2 separate regions of the Mus musculus genome follow, and region 2 is linked to region 1. A link is a contact called in public HiChIP or PLAC-seq data. All regions are on one chromosome and are shown on one strand. The core of a region is the stretch at or near the end of the contact, and the rest is flanking DNA. Distances in the headings are between cores, read along the strand shown. Region 1 has its middle 21 kb from the start of Gm2788. Region 2 has its middle 43 kb from the start of Gm32849.

Region 1 (5,016 bases), core at 2,062-4,561:
ATGTCTAGCAGTAGCTACAGGAGCCATTCTCGGGGGAACCCTCTACAAAGGCCAATGGAGAGAAGAGAGGAAATCCGCAGAGCTAAGTGGGATACTAGGGAGGTTTAGCTTAGAAACGAAGATGCTCAGATGGCATCTGACAGCCACTTACAGTCAACAGAGGGGCTTGCCATGTGAGTGAAGACTGTGGTATGATGCAGTGGGGACTCCAGCACGGTAAGGAATTAGGTAGGACGTCTAAGTAGGATACAGATGCTCCACAGCCCAGAGGGAAGAACTGGGACCAAGGATGTTTAGGGGTCAGTTGGCAGTCCAGCAGCGAACATTTTCTTCTAAATATGGAACACCGTAACAGAGATATGGATTACTTATCACTAAGAATCTTCCATATGAGGCAGAAATGTTGATCTCAGCAAAACCTCATCATCTGGTGTGCTTACCCCCTCACCAGCCACCCCAACTTCTAGTTACCTATCACCTTCCACTAACAATCCACAGCACCTTGTTATCAACTAATGCTTCCTTCCCTGTGCATTAACTCATAATCGTTCTCTCCTCCCCCTGTCCCTGTATTATTATCTACTGCCACAAAAACAGACTGTACGGACACTGTACTGTGTCCTCTCTAAATTCACATGTGGAAGTTCTGATTCCTATGTGATGCCATGAGGAGAAAGGGCCTGTTTGGTTCCGGGTAGAGTCTCTGTGACAGGACTGGTATCCTGAGAAGAGAAAGAAACTCGGGCTTCTGTTTTTCCATTATATGTGGAAGTCAGAAGGCAGTGCCTGATCTGGCACAGTGACCTTGGACTTCCCAGCCTCTAGAACATGAGAAATGAGTGTTTCTGTGGTGTTCCCTGTCGTGTTCTGTTTCAGCACCCCAAACTGGATGTTGAGAACGCTCAGTGGCTCCCAATGTCTGGAGCAAGAATCCAGGAGATGCTGGATCTCTCTCAGTCTTGAGTCTCACAGGCTGTGCTGGAGATTCTGGATGGGGCAACTGTCCCCCAAAGGGTAACTAGGGGAGCCTTCTCCATGGTCCATCCCTGTGGTTGTGGCAGTGATCCTCTGCTTTGCCACAGCCTGCTAGTCAGAGGTCGTCACCGGCTGCTTATGCATCAGTTTTCCAGGCCAGACTGTCGGTAAGAGCAGTGCATACTCTTAACAGCTGAGCCATTTAATTCTTCAGCCTCTTTATCTTAGAGGTTTTGAAGTATAGACATTATCACACGCTTGTTGGATGAATGAGTGTCCTTTGGTGAGTGTTGAATTGATGCAATACCTAAGCCACTATAAAACAATTTACATGGCTGAGTGGCTTTGTGATTGCCACAAACAAACAAACAAACAAACTCCCCAAAAGACAAAAACTACCAAACAACACCCAAGAGAGTTCAAGCAACTTACCCCCAAGTCCTGTTTCCAAACCATGTGTCCAGGGGCCACATTGCAGAAGCTTAAATAACCTAGGAATCCCCAGTAGAAGATCTGTGGCAAGAGAGACTGCTGTCCCTCGAAAAGGAGATAGGAAGCAGACCTTTATCCTCTCCCAGGCTGAGGCAGGGGCTCCAGAGAATTTAACATTTAAATTTGCATAATTGTTTCCTCTTGACTGGCTCCCCCTACCCTGCTAGGGCCTATGTCCTAGAAACGCATTTCCCAGTGACAAGCATATTGTCAGCATAGATCAGATCTATGCACTGCAGCACCCTGATTGGCAGGCCTATTAAAAACAAAACAAAACAAAACAAAACAAAGAGCCCCCAAAATGAGCAACTTTGGGGATCAAAATGGGGAAGCTATAAGAACACATCTTAGCCCTCTCCCACCTCAACCCAGGCTGCTAATTGTGAAGCAGTGTGTCTGGATAAATTATATGGAAGAGATAAACAACTTGAGCTGTGCTTATTAAAAGAATAGCAAGTGGCTCAGGCCTTCCTGGCTAAGCCTCTCTGTGATCACTGCATTTATTTCACCCCCCAAAAAGTCTGCCTGGGTTTCTTTTAAGCCTGATAAACTCATTAGGTTAAGTTTCAGCCTCCATAAGAATGAAGGCTTTTCTATACATTAATTTATTTTAGTAAATAATTATTCTGTTTGGGTGAGGGAATACACGTCTCCATAATTTAATAATTGGGAGGCTATTAACGTGTGATTAATAGGAGTCATAAATGAACACTGATAGTTTAAAATTACTTTTTTCACTCTGAATCAATGAGATAAAGAGGGGTGGTGGGGTGGGAGAGTTTCCCCCCTCCACCTCCCACTCCTGAGAACAGAATGTATTATTTCTTCTTGGTGTGAGAGCTGACTCTGACACCTACTGTGCTTCTCTTTAGAGGTGTGCGTGTGTGTATGTGTGTGTGTGTGTGTGTGTGTGTGTGTGTGTATGTGTGTATGTGCATGTGTATCTGTGTGTTCATACTAAGAAACAGAAGAGCTAAGGAAAATCGGCAAGGAGGCAGCACAAAGTGGCCCGATCTTTCTAGTCTAGAGATCCCTCTGCCTCCTACCACCATGCCTATGAGAATTTGTTGCTCTGGCTCTGAGGAAAGCTAACAAGAAAATAGCAAATACTGGTAAGGACATGGAAAGCCATGAACTCTCATGTGTCCTTGGTTAGCGATGAGTCGGCGCAGCAGTAATGGAGCGGTATGGACATCCCTCAGAAAACTGCTTGCTGTGCAAGAACGAAGACCCGAGTTCGGATCCTCAATGTCCACTTAAAGGTGCTCATCTGAAGTCCCAGAGCTGGGGCAGGTTGGGGATGCGTCTAGACAAAGAGCAAGTTGGGGGAAAAAAGGTTTATTTGGCTTCTAAGCCACAGTTCTTGATTGAGGAAAAGCAAGACAGGAACTCAGCAGGACATGAAGCTGAAACCACAGAAGAGCCTGCTGACTGGCTTTCATGTTCATCTCATGCTCAGCCTGCTTCCTTATATAACCCAGGCCCACCTGTCCAGGGGTGGCACTACCCACCGTGGGCTGGGCCCTTCCACATCAATCAGCAATCAAGAAAATGCCTCAGAGACGTGCCAGGAGTCAATCTGATGGAGGCAGCTTCTTAACAGAGGTGACTCTAGTTTGTATCGGGTTGACAATAAAAAACAAACAAACAAACAAACAAACAAAAAACAGTATAGTATGTGATATCGCAAAGCCCGTGGTCAGGCGAGAAATAAGTTTGCAGAGAGCTATATAATACCAAGGGTGACAGTCCTCCTACACCAGGAGCAGGAGACAGAGCTGTGGCAGCAGTGTTAGGGAGGGCTCCCTGCAGGAGGTATCTTCATGGGGACTCTTACTGCATTCTCTGCCTTTTTTGTTTACTAGTAGATGTACTTATTTCTGCACTTAGATGTGGGTGTCAACCCTCTACACAGAGAGAGACACACACACAATCTATTATTAACCATGTCTGGTTTGCTGCTAAACTAAACAGAAAAACAGGATGCAAAGCTGGCATTAAGTTCTCACAATAATCCTTCCTCCCCACAGGCCCAAGGCCCTGAGACAGGCTCCAATGACATTACAGACCTGGGGACACCATTTCTACTGGACATTTAGTACGTTTTAGTTAGTGACACGAGTAAATAAAGTTCATTTCAACTCTGAAAGGATAGGACCAGGTGCCTTGAACAGCCAACTATCCACGAGTGAGGGGAAACAGAAACCTTATGCCTTAGCATCACACCTGTGGCTGCACAGGAAAGACAAGGGGGGGGGCACTGTGGCTCTGCATAGCAAATAGCCAGGAGCCATGCTGCTAGAAATCAGTCACAGTGAGCTTGTGTGATCAGGGAGGGAGGCACAGAGGAGGGGGCTTAGACCTTTTTGTCCCGCCAAGTCTGGGGGTGAGGGGGTGCAGCACATTCACCAGCCAGTGGCCGAGATAGCTGTGAAGGAAAAGATCAGGCTTACACAACTGCACAGAAAGCAGAGCACACCCAAGGACGACTCACTGTGGCTTCAGAAAAAGAGGCAGGAAGAGGGGAAGGCGGGTGTGGATTCTGTTCACATTCATGACCCAGAGAAGCCCCCTCAGGAAACAGGATGGTAGTGACTCAGTCATTTATTTATCCCATGAGAACTAAGAGAGAGGTGACATTCCATGAAATAACTGAGTTCCACGAGAACTCAGAAGAGGCAAAAAGCAGAGCTGAGCCTGATAGTTCAGGCGGTACAGGTGGTGTGCCCCTGTAGTCTCATCTACCTAAGAGGCTGAGGGAGGGAGATGGCAAATTCAAGGCTCACCTGCGCTATTAGATATGTTCAAAAATAGCTGGAGAAACTCAGCAAGACCCCGTCTCAAAAAAACAAGTAAAAATAATGGGGATGGAAGCAGAGAAGATATGTTCAAAGGTGGGGCAATTGTACAGTGTGGAGATCCCAGCTCAAAGGATAGTATTGAAAGAAAGGGGGGAGAGAGAGAGAGAGAGAGAGAGAGAGAGAGAGAGAGAGAGAGAGAGAGAGGGAGAGAGGGAGAGAGGGAGAGGGAGAGGGAGGTGGTAAAAATACAATATTGCAATGTAGGAGTATTAATTGTAGCATTGTAGAAGCTATCAGCAATACATCAAGATGAATCACAGTTGCTCCTACTGAGTAATCGGGTTCCCCAGTCCACTCATTTCCCCTACAATGATAGACTTCAGGCAGACAGGAGGCAGAGAATCCAAACCAAACCCCTTCTATACCACAGAAAGGATGCTGATTCGACCAAAAGATCATCCTCTGAGTAGCCACAGGACCTCAGGAAACTGGCCTCGGCTTCCAAATTGCTGAGTTTTGCTCTGCACTGCCTGGCTATTCCAACCGACTTCAACCTGGGTTTTGTCCTTGAAGCTATTGCTGCATATATAAGAAGAGCCTTAGTATTTCTTGGGTGCAAATCTTGCTGGTGCTTAGTAACAACAGCCCATAGGGATGCTGCAAGATACTGGGAAGGCGAGTAAGAGATGTGAGAGTGCAGAGGAGGGTGTCGCAGTTGCTTCTATTTTTAACAGGTGAAGAAGAGGTC
Region 2 (5,660 bases), core at 1,478-3,977, 97 kb before region 1:
TGCCCAGTACTTATTTTTAGCTTCATTTAAATATCATGTTCTCAAGGAGAGCAACATTAAAATAAACTCATAGCAAGAAACAGACCATCTGGGGATGGAGAACCATGGAGAATGGTGGGAACACCAGAAGCAACAACAGCATCATCTGCCTACATAGCACTGGGCTCCAGGCTTGCCACGTGGTATCCTAGAAGCACTGAGGGAAGCAAACTGAAAAAGAGAAGTCATGAATAGTTGAGATTTAACTCTAAAGTTTGTTACGAAACACAGACTAGAATCCCCCACTCCTTCTGCCTCCCCTTCCCTCTGCCCTGCCACCCACAGATAGGTGTTAAAATGTCCATTACTTTCTTACTGGGATGCCATTTACAACACCCAAATCCATAATCGCATCCCACTGTTTCTGCTTCTGTTGCTTTACATCCACAGTGAATGCTTTGCCCATCCCAGGGGCCCAGATGCAAGGTTCTTTGTTTTAAATGAAGGCTACAGAGTGGGAGAAAAATCTTTGCTAGCTATACTTCAGGCAAGGGGGTAATGCCTGGGATATAAAGTGAACCATAAAACAACAACAACAACAACCCTTCTCTTTGGTTTTTTTGAGGCAGCATCTCCCTGTGTAGTTCAGGCTGGCCTCTAGCTCATAATCCTCCTGCTTCAGCCTGAAGAGCCTTAGAGCATTAATTCTAAAAGCAAACAAACAAACAAACAAACAACAAACAAAATCCACTCATTTATTGTATTTAATGTGTGGGCACACAAGTGTAGAAGTCAAAGGACAATTTTTGGGGGTCAGTTCTTTTTCTCCACTGTGTTTTTGGGGGGGATTGAACTCTGATGGTCAGGGTTACCCATTGAGCCATCTTGCTAGCCCTGATAGGACTGCTCCTGACATCAGCAATAAGGTTTAAAACAGCTGACCTCTTTGAGACTCAGATTATCTGGATTCACAGAAGGATACGCTCAAATATGGGGATGAGGGCATCTGTGAGGATGACAGAGGAGAAACACCAGGGAAAGGTGAACAGGCCGCCATTGCAGCTCTAGTAGGTGAGTCTGGGAGGTGTGTCTTCTGAGGGGGGCAGTCACAGTGGAGAGCTGAGACCAGAGATGCAGCAGTGTTGGCTCAGAATGGCGGAGGGGCCTGAAAGGAGGCAGAACCTAAAGAGTCCTGGAGAACAAAGGCCCCAGTCACAGCAAATCCTGTGAAATGTAGGGACTATCACACAATGGCCTTGAAAACATTTAAATATCTTAGAATAAAGCTAACAAAGGAAGTGAAAGACTGGAACAATGAAAACTTTAAGCTCTTGGAGAAAGACATTGGAAAAGATCTCCCACGCTCTCGGGTTAGGACTAGTACCATGAAAATGGCCACCCTACCAGAAGCCATCTCCAGATTCAGTGCACTCCTTATCAAAACTCCCAACACAATTCTTCACATGGATTGGAACAAGTAATCTTAAATTTCATATGGACACACAAAACACACAGGGTAGCTGAAACCATCTTGAATGGTCACTGGGCGCTACACTGTGCCACTCAGACGCGGTGAGTAGTTCATGTGCCCATTTTGAGAGACGCATCTTTGATGTGAGGACCCTGGGACTCGGAGGAGGTACTCAGCCTAGAAGACTAGGAGCAAGCACTGTGCTTGTTGCCTAGCTCCCTACATCTGCAGATCCTACCATAGCAACCTCTACCTCCCAGAGCTCAGAGCCCTGCCTTGGGCATCGGAACTATTTATCAAACATCGCTCTAATTGACTGTCTGGCAGACTGACTGCTTCCAGACTGCATGCAGAGCAGGCCAGTCTCTGCTCACCCTCTGTCTGTCTGTTTGTTCACAGAAGTTCCTGGATGAACAGCCTAGATTCCAATGTTAGCTTTTATGGCCTTGGGCTTGGGTTGGACACCTTCTGTGTCCTTGCCTGTAAAAGGGAATAGTGCTGCCCACCTTGTCAGGTTCCTGAAGGAATTGTAAAAAAAAAAAAAACCCAAATGTATGGAATGTCTATGGCACATAGTAGGCATTTCATAAATGGCCACTGTGAATTTAAGAATGATATCTAGGATGGGATACAATCTCATACTCCCCCACTACTATTTCTATGTAAGCACCTGACAAGCTAGTCTGTCATTACACATAATTCTCCAAGTTGCCCCCCTTAAACCCATCATTGACACCCTCTGCCCTCCCACACTTCCTCTCCGCCCCTAATCTACACCCATCTTCTACTAGAATCTTTCTGTGACATGGTCTTACAGGAAGTTTAGAAAAATGGAACCCTGCATTTCTACAGAGCTCCAGGGCCGTGCACCCCCGAGCTGGAGACGCATGAGGAAGTCAGCTGCATTTCTACAGAGCTCCAGGGCCGTGCACCCCCGAGCTGGAGACGCATGAGGAAGTCAGCGGCTAGAAACCCAGACACCCAGAGTTCATGGAAAGGAACTGAGTGCAGAGATTTCCTCTCCACTGAGCTATTTTTTTTATCTATAAATAGAACTCTTAAATTAGGCTTGAAAATTAAGGAACGCCATTTAAATCAAATTACAGTAAAGAGGAAGATTTCGAGAAAATCAATCACTTCACAGTTATTATACTGAACTGGGCGTGCTGATGAGAAAGGCCTCTGTCTTGTCCTGATTGTCTCAGGGATGCTCTGGGCCCAAAGCTTGACCCCCTACCACCCCTTCCAGGCTGGCCAGACAGCTTCAGAGCCTGGGCAGCTTCCTCAAAGCTCACACATTACCCCCAGGCAGGCTCTGCTTGAGCGAGAAGGTCCCTTTCTGCTCCACGTAGATGAGTAGGAAGTCTTGACATCGTCTGGATTTGAATACTTTGCCATATGTGTACACTGTAAATATCCTCTCCTAGACCGTGACTCACTGATTCTCTCAAAAGTGTCTTTTTAGCAAGCTTGAAGACAAATTCAGGCTCACCTATCAACAACCCTAGCCTGGAGTCAGAGAGACCATGGTCCCTGCGTCTGAGATGGTTCCACCCAACACTTCAGCATGGTAAGCTACTTTAGATCGAGGCTCGGAGTTCCCAGTTTTCTTCTCGTGGTCCTCAGCTAGTCTAGAGTAGCTCACATCTACCAGGCATCTGGACAGTGTCTTAGTGCACGTGGCCCCATGCAGAAGGAATTCACAGTAGATGTAGAACCTGATGTGGAGGAGAGGAAAGTCCCCATGCACATGGGTCCATGCAGGTTACACCCACAACACTAACAGGCACTAACTTGAGCATCCAATACCCATGATCCTAAACACTGAACAAGCAGCACTCAGTGGAACCACTGATGACCACAGCCAGTCCTCTGCTAGAGAGTGCCACAAATGCCTGGAGCCATTGAGTATCTGTCTTTGTCGCTCATGCTGCCTGAGTCAACCGTCACACAACACAGGTGAAGGAAGATGCTCAATGTCATATCTAATGAAGGCAGAAAAGGTCAAAACATACAGTTCTATGAACTAGGTTATTCTTTTATCCAAAGTAATGCCTGCATTTTAGAAATCAGAAAATACAGATATGGAAGAGGCCCACTCCTTAGAGACAAACACTTTAATATTATATTTCTTTTTTTGTTTTAAAATAGATTAAGGGGAATTCATAATTTTATAACTCTATCTCTCTGTCTCTGTCTCTGTCTCTCTGTCTCTCTCTCTTTCTCTGTGCCTCTTTTATATCATTGTGAGGTCTTCTGTTAGCTAATGTTAGACAAGCTGGCTGCTTCTCAATTGGATAGCGGCACCACAGTTTATTTAACCAATTTGCTGTTGCTGAACTTTTAGCTTGTTTTCCATTTTTCACTGAAATGCATCCATAGGATAAACATATCAACATAAACATATGGTCTCTGGTTGCCCAAGGAAGTGGAGTAGCTGGGTCAGAAGAAGCACAGTTGTTAGGACTCACACAGTAGGCAGAACAGCTTTTGCACTGAAAGCTCACACGGAGCTGGGGTGTGACTCTGTGGTGAAGCCCTTGCCTCCCAGGCTGGAGGAGGTCCGGGGTTCCACTTTTAGCACCTCTAAAATCAATGAGATGACCTCCACATTTGTAGCCTCAGAGGCACTGCATTAACAAAGGCTGTATAAGGGTTTGTTTGGGTTCACAGGATGGGGCACAGTCCACTGTGGCTGAGAAGCAAGGCAGCAGGAGCTTGAGGCAGCTGGTCACGGTTCGCCCACAGTCAGGAGGCAGAGGAGACATGAGCGCTGGGGCTCAGCTCTGCTCTGTACTCAGTCTGGGACCCTAACCTAGCAGCTGGCACTGTCTACATTCGGGGTGGGCCTGCCCACTTCAGTTAACTCCCTTAGGTATGCCAAGGCTTTGGTTTGCTAGGTGATTCTAGGCTCTCTCAAGTTGATGATCAGTATTAGTCAGCACCAGTGCTGTATAAGGGACATGGGCTGCACTGGCTTCTTTCCCAACACACGGCCTCGCTGGTGCTATGTGAATCCCACAGAAGAGGCCCTGGGTTTTAGCAAGGTCTGGGCAAATTAGAGTTTGCATTGCTAGGACCAGGGTCGGGTGCTGGTTGCTGTGACTTTTTTGTTCACATTATGATCTGATGCTGGAGTGGAGCAGGAGGCTTAGTTCCATGAAGTCACCCAGGTACCCAGGCTCTCCATTTTATGACTCTACTTGAGGCTATAGAATGTTGGATGGGAGAGTTATTTTGGTAGTATTTAGGGCAAGCCAGGTTTCTTTTCTTTCCTTCCTTCCTTCCTTCCTTCCTTTCTTTCTTTCTTTCTTTCTTTCTTTCTTTCTTTCTTTCTTTCTTTCTTTCTTTCTTTCTTTCTTTCTCTCTTTCTTTCTTTCTTTCTTTCTTTCTCTTTCTCTCTCTTTCTTTCTCTCTCTCTTTCTCTCTCTTTCTTTCTCTTTTTCTCTTTCTCTCTGTCTTTCTTTCTTTCTCTCTCTTTCTTTCTTTCTCTTTCTCTCTCTTTCTTTCTCTCTCTCTCTCTCTCTCTCTCTCTCTCTCTCTCTCTCTCTCTTTCTTTCTTTCTTTCTTTCCAGTTTTTCTTTAACTCAAAGTCCATTGGCTGGAATGTATCACTGCCACTGGACTGGATACACAGGAGATAGGGAAGAATCGGGTGCTGGGAGCCCAAGGAACAGCCTGGGTGGCCAATGTAGCACTGTCTATGACAGGGTGGAAGATAAAAGGGCTTTCTAAGCCTTGGGTAACTGGATAGACCCACGAACCATCTCTGAGCTTAATGCAAAGGCCCAACCCAGGTACCTCAGGGCCAGCCTCCTGTACTCGGCACCAGCATTAATGCCACAAGCTGTACATCTTTGCCAACAAGAGTAAAAGCCACTAACTGCGGCTGAGTTTTCACCATTCATGGGGTGGCATGGTGAATAGTTAGGCGCTCAAATACAAGTGCCAAACTACCTTAATGCACTGCCGTCACTGCTTGCCAGTTATGTGACTGTGGGCAAGCGATTGAACGTATCTGCTTTAATTCCCTCTTCTGTAAAATAAAGCTGACTGTGGCAGCCGTGTCACAGCTGGCTTTCTACCTGGTCTGCTTCGACTGCTGTTCGTGGAATGCTGGGCCAGGGCATTGTGCTCACTGCTTTGAAGCCATTTGGCTTCCTGAGGCCAGTTTCTGCCCCCATGAAAAGCGAGAGATCATTCTCTCCAA

The links. HiChIP or PLAC-seq counts read pairs in DNA pulled down with a chosen protein or histone mark.
Region 2: an H3K27ac HiChIP or PLAC-seq map of microglia shows a contact between it and region 1, with 3 times the contacts expected there. The contact joins two enhancer-like sites. A contact is called at or near these places in 5 of 484 Hi-C or Micro-C datasets (the G1E-ER4 cell line, cerebellum, cerebral cortex and 2 more), 2 of 115 datasets of contacts at active chromatin or transcription factors (microglia and neural progenitor cells) and 1 of 9 other capture datasets (liver).

What each region holds. Positions count from the first base shown.
Region 1 is chr7:48,899,301-48,904,316 of GRCm38.p6, reverse strand. No RefSeq gene overlaps it. Among named protein-coding and RNA genes, the nearest start is that of Gm2788, 21 kb to the right of the region's middle. Within about 2 kb of position 3,311, at least 26 of the 459 cell types and tissues checked have an H3K27ac peak or open chromatin away from gene starts, as enhancers often do. A contact at or near this core is called in microglia, where this site is marked.
Region 2 is chr7:48,995,543-49,001,202 of GRCm38.p6, reverse strand. It overlaps a transcript of Nav2 not described here. Among named protein-coding and RNA genes, the nearest start is that of Gm32849, 43 kb to the left of the region's middle. Within about 2 kb of position 2,727, at least 26 of the 459 cell types and tissues checked have an H3K27ac peak or open chromatin away from gene starts, as enhancers often do. A contact at or near this core is called in microglia, where this site is marked.